Linked DNA regions of Mus musculus: region 2 is linked to region 1. The links are chromatin contacts, called in public Hi-C maps. All regions are on one chromosome and are shown on one strand. The core of a region is the stretch at or near the end of the contact, and the rest is flanking DNA. Distances in the headings are between cores, read along the strand shown.

Region 1 (3,916 bases), core at 175-2,674:
GAAGACTATTCTATTTAAATAAGGTCAGATGGTAAATAAACAAACATAGACACTTGTGAACATTATACATTTAATTTTATTACCTCGGATGAAGGTGGTTAGGGGGAAGGACAAGGAGGTTAAGAGTTTGATTGCTGGAGTAGCTATCTGTGTGTCAATGGGCAAGGTCCTCAACTATGCTCTGTTAAGTTAATTGTACAGTACCATACTGGAGCCAACTCATACTGGCTTGCAAAAGCTAGTTGCTAAGTTTTCAGAAATGCATGGGGTTGGTTGTTGAATATAGTCATTATTAAAAATTGAAGCATACAACATTATAATTTGAAGAAATTGTGTGAAAATCAAAAGTAAGACATAATCAAGGCTAATGTCTTGGAGGATGGTGGAGAAAGCTTAGTGGGCTAGGGCATTTACTCTGCAAGCATGAAGCCATGAGTTCAAATCACTGGCAGTCACATAAAATTCTGCATCTGGCTGTGTGTGTGTGTGTGTGTGTGTGTGTGTGTGTGTGTGTAATGCCCGCACCGAGGGATGGAGACTGGTAGATCCTAAGAGCTCACTGGCTACAGAAGCTGGCCAAAGAGACCAGCTTCATGTTTAGTTAGGGGTCCAGCCTCAGGGCAATAAAGAGTCCAGTGAGAGAGAAAGAGATGTGATGTCCTTACTCTGGCCTTTTCATGAGCACTATCAGGGGCACACATCTGCACGCATGCGCGCGCGCACACACACACACACACACCTACACACACACCTGCACATACACATCTGCATATATACACCTGCACACATGCACACATGCACACCTGCACATGCACACCTGCGCCCCACACATACAATGCCTCCCCACCAACTCACCAACTCATGACTTTCTACTTATTTTAGAAATTGTGTTTGTGGGGTGGGTTTACTTCTGCTGCTGCTGCCTGCTGTTAGGACCTTCACTAATAAAGGACCCTGCTGTCTAGTGTGAGCCCACTAGTCTAAGATCCTGTCTAGTAGTGGGAGCCTCTAGAACTATTTCTGGTTCTGCATTCAGAGGTATCACAGTAGTAGCCGAAAACTCACCACGGCAGGAGTATGTGCACCATAGGACTCAGCAGAGACTGTGTCAGGGTGCGTGTTCCTCTAGAATAGAGAGCTATTGCTAAAGATTTGTCCGGCTTGCCTGAAAACACAGAGACTAGCTGTAACACCTTTCACATTGTGTTGTTACACTGATTGAATTAGATGGTGTTTCTAAACGACTTAGAACACTGGCTCTTACTAAGATCTATACTATTATCCACTTAAAAGTAAATTTTAAAATGACCTCATGCAGTGTTTCACAATGCACATAGTGATTTCCTAGCTACTCACATCAACCTACAGCAGAGATGATCTCATTTTGTTGACAAGTGAGTCAGAGCACCAGATGTTACTGGATGGGGGCTCCTGGTGGTGTCTGGGGGAGGTGCTGCTCTGAGCTTGAATCTCTGAAAGAGCATGACCTGGGTTGTCTCATTTGTTTTCACCGAGCAGAACAAAACAAACTGAGGCTCAGAGACAGAAATCTTGTTCTGACTCATTGAACTAAAGACTGGTAGAATCGAGGTTTGAAAACAAATGAGTGTGTGTGTGTGTGTGTGTGTGTGTGTGTGTGTGTGTGTGTGTGTGTGTGTGTGTGTGTGTGTGTCTGTGCATGTGTGCACGTGTGTGCAAAGCTTTTCTTTTCCTGTATACAAGTGGCTTTCAGGGTGGTCCCAGGACCAGTGACAATGTAACCCAGTAACTCGCTAGTGGTATAAACTGCTATGTTCCATTTCAAGCTTGCTGAGTTAGAAAGCAAGGTTGATTGCCAGTAGTCTGACGTAGCAAGTCCCCGTGTTTGAGAGCTGCTGCCTCACACTGTCTAGTGTGGTGCCAATGGGGAAGCACACACACATGGAACGAAATGCAAGATAGTAGGTGTAATGGACATATGCTTTGAGGACAGTGGAGAAAATGGAGCTATCATTCTCACCAGATGAACCTCTTACCTGCTGATCCCAGAGAGATCTACAGAGTCGGGGATCCCTGGAGAGGACAGGAACTCCACAGAAATACCAACAGAGTCACCTAACCTGGACCCTTGGGGCTCTCAGACTCTCAACCACCAGTCAAAGAACATACATGGGCTGGACCTTGGCCTCCCTGATCATATGTAGCAGATGTGCAGCTTGACCTTCATGTCGGTCCTGAACAACTGGAGCTGGGGATATCCCAAAAGCTGTTGCCTGTACTTGGGATATGTTTTACTAGCTGGGCTGTCTTGTTTGGCCTCAATGGGAGAGGAAGCACTTAGCCCTGCAGAGATTTGAAATGCTGGGGGTGGGGGAAGGATACCCAGGGAGGCCCACCCACTCAGATGAGTAGGGTAGGTGATGGGGGAAGGATTATGAGAGGGTGTGCCTGGGAGGGGGCCAGTGAGCAGGGTATAAAGTGAATAAGTAAAAAAAAATTAAATTATAAAAATTAAATTAAAAAATAAAAACAGAGTGGAGGACCCAAAGATCCCTTAACAATTTCTCCTAGGCAAGATGTGAATGTAAGTAAACAGTATTAGGCCAATATAAAAGCATCGAAGCTGCCATTGCAGTGAGGGCCAGACAAGGAATGGAGAGAGTGAAGTAGGCTGCTAGTGGTGAGGAGTCATGGATTCAGTGGGCGCCAGGGGGCCCGGGTTCCTGGGAATACATGCCACAGGCTTCTAAGGGAGGTTTCCCTGTTGTCAGACCTTGCGCCTTCCACTTTTAATGCTCAAAATAAAATCTTGATGATCCCTTGAATCTGTGAGTGTTGGCAATGAAACTAACTTATAATAAATATCATGGAAGCCATATAATACACCGGAGAGTCGATACAGAGCAAACCTACTGGATTGTGGCTAAAAGAGAGCATTGATCTTTCTTTAGACTCTTAGGAAAACTAGACAATGGCTTCTGCCTGTAATCTCAGCCTTTGGGAGGCAGATACAGGAGGAGTGCCATGAATCCAAAGCCAGCATGGGTCATGTGGTGAGTTTCAGGCCAGACTGGGATACCAAGTTAAGACCCTATCTAAAAATAAATAAGAATCAAAGGATTCTTGGGAAAGCTCAGTAGGACCATTTTACCAGACACTCAGGACACACTGACACAGGTAGCCAGCACCTAGTGTTCCAGTGATTTGCTGCTGTGACACCCCAGATCTTTGCTAGACAGTATGTGGCTTGATGGGTTTCATTTTGGCAACTGTCTGAGAACTCTGCCACTGTAGAGAAGGTGAGATTTTTACCTAGGAAGGGCAGCAGAGCCCATGGTGTGGACAGGCAGCACTGACAGCTGGTTCACAGTGTCTACTGTAGACTCCCACTGGTGGCTTCTCCTCCCTGATGCCCTTTCTGCCAAAGTTGGTTCCTGACCCATGTCATGCTTAAGTGGGCGTGCTGTCACCATATAAGTACCTTCGTATTCAAAGTGCGTTCCCACATTCAAAGGCTCCACTCTGCTGCTTTCCCGTCTAGATGCTGAAAATATGAATTCTATTGTCAAAGCAGGATGGAGAGAGACGCTGAAGATGCTAGGATGTTGTGGCTGGAATGCAGAGACTTAGTGTTTTCTTCGTTGGCCTTGTGGTATGAGCTCTCCTCTCTTCTGTCTCTTTAGTCTGCCGACCTTCAGGAGGTCATGTTCACGGCTCTCATAAAGGACAGACCCAAGTTTGTCCGCCTCTTTCTGGAGAATGGCCTGAATCTGCAGAAGTTTCTCACCAATGAAGTCCTCACAGAGCTCTTCTCCACCCACTTCAGCACCCTAGTGTACCGGAATCTGCAGATCGCCAAGAACTCCTACAATGACGCACTCCTCACCTTTGTCTGGAAGTTGGTGGCAAACTTCCGTCGAAGCTTCTGGAAAGAGGA
Region 2 (3,521 bases), core at 277-2,776, 850 kb after region 1:
AGCACCAACCTTAGTGTAAAAGGCAGTTTAAGGAGTCTGTTATGGGCCACCGAGGAAGATGCCCTATCACATAAAACCTTCAATCCATTCTATCCAGCCTAACACAGTTCACATGTCAGGGCTACCCACACATGGTTTCTCAGAAAGGGAAGCCACATTTCCAGCCGTCACATTGAACTAAGATTGTTTAAGGAGCTGAGACAAACCTCTGGATTAGCTTTATGTATCCAGAAAATTAAATTAACTAAAGCGTTGGCCCCCAAGGCAGCCGGAGAATCCGTTTCATTTTGTAAATCCAGATCTCCAAAAGCCAAAATGCATGCTCTGTGAATGGGGCCCCATGACTCTCTTCCAATCCCTTAAGCTTTCTAAAATCATTATGTATTATGCTGATAAAATAATTTACCCAGGGCTAGTTCACGGTGGAATGGTATCTCAGTGCACAGTCATTTTCTTAGACTAAAGTACCATTTCTCCTTAACGACAACGCAGCAGCGGAGGCAAATGTATTTGGAGTAATTCATTATCCTCCCTACAGTCCGGGAGATTTGCTCAAGGGGTCTTTGGCTCAAGGTCAGGTGACTGAGACCCGAGAATTGCAGAGGGAACCAAGTCAGCCATGAGGTAAAGCATCAAAGCAGAGCCTTGGAGATAAGGGGACAGGAAAGGGGGCTTCTTGTGTACAAAATTCCTTGGGAAGGATTTCCCGTCTTGTAAGAGCATTTATGCAGCTAGGTCTCAGCGTCACACCATGTTGAATAAATAAACCGGCCTCGGAACATCTGCTTCCTGGATTTGGAACTTATTATTGACTTAATCCCATAGTTTGGCCCAGGGGTGTTTTTTTTTTTTTTTTTTTATTAATTAAAAGCGGAAGTCCATATTTTTTTCACCATGGAATTTCCAAATCATCAAAGTACAAGACAGAAGTTTCTAGAATGGCTTTGATTCTTACCCTCCCCCTCCCCCTCCCCTCCCCCTCCCCCTCCCCCTCCCCTCCCCCAGGGCATTCAGCACTGAAAGAGACCAGAGGTCACTCAGGGGAGGAGGGATCCAGAGCCAACAGGTTGAGACTAGAAGAGAGGTGGGGGCGGCTATGGGCAAGTTCAGTTTTATAGAGGCTTAGAAGGTGAAGGTTTCTGGACGCCTTGGAGACTAGCTACTGCCTTGGCCGCTGGGGAGGAGGCTGATAAGCTGAAATCACATTCCAAGCATGCCATTCCAGAAGGAGGGTAAGAGTGCTCAGCAAAGTCAGCTTCAAAGAGGGGTCTGCATCTTATCTCAGTGAGAAATTGCTGAGACTTGAAGAACCACTAAAGGCCAGTGCCCTTACAGATTTCTCTGTCAAAATTTCTATCCGAAATGACGTCAAGATTGCACTAAGAGAACCGCAGTGACCCGCTGTGGAAAGCAGATTGCAGGGTTGGAAAGATTAAGAACACTTACTTCGCGCTCTTGGAGAGGACCCCAGCGGATTTCCACTGTGAGTCACAAACATTTCTAACCCCAGCTCAGAGGGATCTGGCGCCCTCTTCTGACCTTTGCAGGCACTGCATGCACATAGTCCACTTAATGCACTCAAATATGAATACAGGACTGGAGAGAGGGCTCAGTAGTTAAGAACATTGACTCTTCTTTCAGACAACCTAGGTTTAATTCCATCACCCACATGGCAGCTCAAAACTGCCGGAAAACTCCAGGTCCATGGGACCTGACTCCCTCTACTGGCCTCTTTGGGTACTAAGCAGGAAAGCTGTGCAAACATACAGGTGGGCAAACACACACACACACACACACACATCCTCATAAAATGAATAAACCTTAAAAGAAAATGGATGTCATGTCAGCAGACTCTAGGGTGTTCTAGAACACCCTGTGACAGCAGCCAAATGGTGTGGAGTCCCCTCCTCTAAAGGGACAAGAGAGACAAGACAGAGAGCACCTTTCCAGGTCAGATGTTCTGTGAGATACCGTATCTAGGTGACCTTGAATCCACGGCTCCATAGTGTCAACAGGTGACCACATGGCTGGGCCTCGAGAAAGTTCTGTATGAACTGCAGGTGAGCCTGGGAGAAAGATCTGCCTTCAAGCCGGGGAACCTTGGTTGGCCTTCAAAGCAAGGTTAAATCAAGAAATCTGTTCTGCCCTCAAAGATATTGCCACCTGAATTTTCCTCTCCTAGAAGACTCTAAAACACCAGATCCTCTCTGAGAGGCTACACACTTCTTCCAGGAACTCTCCAGAGCAGAGTTGAGCAGGAGGTGTCTGCGGCAGGGTTTGCCTGCAGCTAGACGTCTCTCTGCCTTTCACAGCTGATAAGGCTGGAAAATCTAATCAAGACATTTTAAGTAGCAAGAAAGGAAGGAAGTCCCAGACACTCCTACTTGGGACCTGACTCTCAGCAGCTAAGATAAGAGAGTCAACCAGTCCCACCGAGGCAGGGTCTATGGGGATCAGGGCTTCTGTTCAAGGCTGGAGCTGGGTGAAGTCGGCAAAGAAATGTACAGCAAGCATTCGCCTGAGGAAGTAGCTTATGAACAGTCTCCCAGTCAGAAAGTGATGGGGCCCCAGGGCACTGGTGGAAGCCAGAAGGGTGGATCACCTGCCAGCCAATCAGACAAGGAAGACTCTGCACTGGTGTCAGTCTGGGTCCCTCGCTGATGTGCTTGAACTGTGGGAATCCAAGTACTCGCCTCTCCCGTCCCCTCTCTGCCTGTGTTAATGACTGCTTGCTTGCCTAGGGTCATTGCTCCTCCATGAACCACCCATCTACTAGACCTTTGACGTTCTTCCCAGCTTTTCCTGCTTTTTAAAGGATACAAATCATGGGATCCCCAACACCCCAAGTAGCACACATTGTACTCATGAAACATGAGCATAGCCACTAGGCACTCACCGGACTCAGAGACCACAAGTGCAGTTCCTCCCTCCGCCATAAGGTGGCAGTGTTTTAAATCCAGCCTCTCATCGGAGGCCTCTGGTCCACCAAGATGCTTAGATCTGGATTTGGGCCCCACAGCTTCTTGGGAATAAGGAACTAGATCGTCTTCTAAGAAATATTTGTTTCTTTCTATGTTTCTTTGCTTCTTTCTTTTCCTTACATCCGTTGCTACTTTGTTTGTTTGTTTGTTTGTTTGAGATAAGCTCTCAAACTGGCCTTGACCCCATTAATGAGGAATCCATGGGCCTCACCTCTCAAAAGTTGAGACTAGGGGCTGGTGAGATGGCTCAGCCAAAAAGAGCACCCGACTGCTCTTCCAAAGGTCCTGAGTTCAAATCCCAGCAACCACATGGTGGCTCGCAACCATCCATAAGGAGATCTGACTCCCTCTTCTGGAGTGTCTAAAGATAGATACAGTGTACTTACATATAACAAATAAAAAAATCTTAAAAAAAAAGTTGAGACTAGAGGTATGTGCCACCACACCCAGCTATCTAAGCGACATTTCAAGATTTCCAGAGGTCCTAAGCTGCCTAGGAATTTGCATTTTTTAACGAATCCTTTAAGTGATTTCTAAATA

What was found. Hi-C and Micro-C count contacts between places; a contact is called where the count stands out from the background.
Region 2: a Hi-C map of pancreatic cancer cells shows a contact between it and region 1, with 6 times the contacts expected there. The contact joins two enhancer-like sites. A contact is called at or near these places in 10 of 39 promoter capture datasets (the 3T3-L1 cell line, the HPC-7 cell line, cranial neural crest and 5 more), 1 of 15 datasets of contacts at CTCF or cohesin (stem cell-derived epiblast-like cells), 54 of 484 Hi-C or Micro-C datasets (the AML12 cell line, the C2C12 cell line, CD4 T cells and 34 more), 8 of 115 datasets of contacts at active chromatin or transcription factors (embryonic basal ganglia, embryonic stem cells, extraembryonic endoderm stem cells and 3 more) and 1 of 9 other capture datasets (embryonic stem cells).

What each region holds. Positions count from the first base shown.
Region 1 is chr1:88,344,382-88,348,297 of GRCm38.p6, forward strand. It overlaps Trpm8 (transient receptor potential cation channel, subfamily M, member 8), which reads left to right. Exons shown (of 27, transcript NM_134252.4): 13 at 3,663-3,916. Among named protein-coding and RNA genes, the nearest start is that of Gm51639, 15 kb to the left of the region's middle. Within about 2 kb of position 1,425, at least 22 of the 459 cell types and tissues checked have an H3K27ac peak or open chromatin away from gene starts, as enhancers often do. A contact at or near this core is called in the AML12 cell line, the C2C12 cell line and pancreatic cancer cells, where this site is marked.
Region 2 is chr1:89,190,120-89,193,640 of GRCm38.p6, forward strand. No RefSeq gene overlaps it. Among named protein-coding and RNA genes, the nearest start is that of Gm34331, 88 kb to the left of the region's middle. Within about 2 kb of position 1,527, at least 91 of the 459 cell types and tissues checked have an H3K27ac peak or open chromatin away from gene starts, as enhancers often do. A contact at or near this core is called in the AML12 cell line, the C2C12 cell line and pancreatic cancer cells, where this site is marked.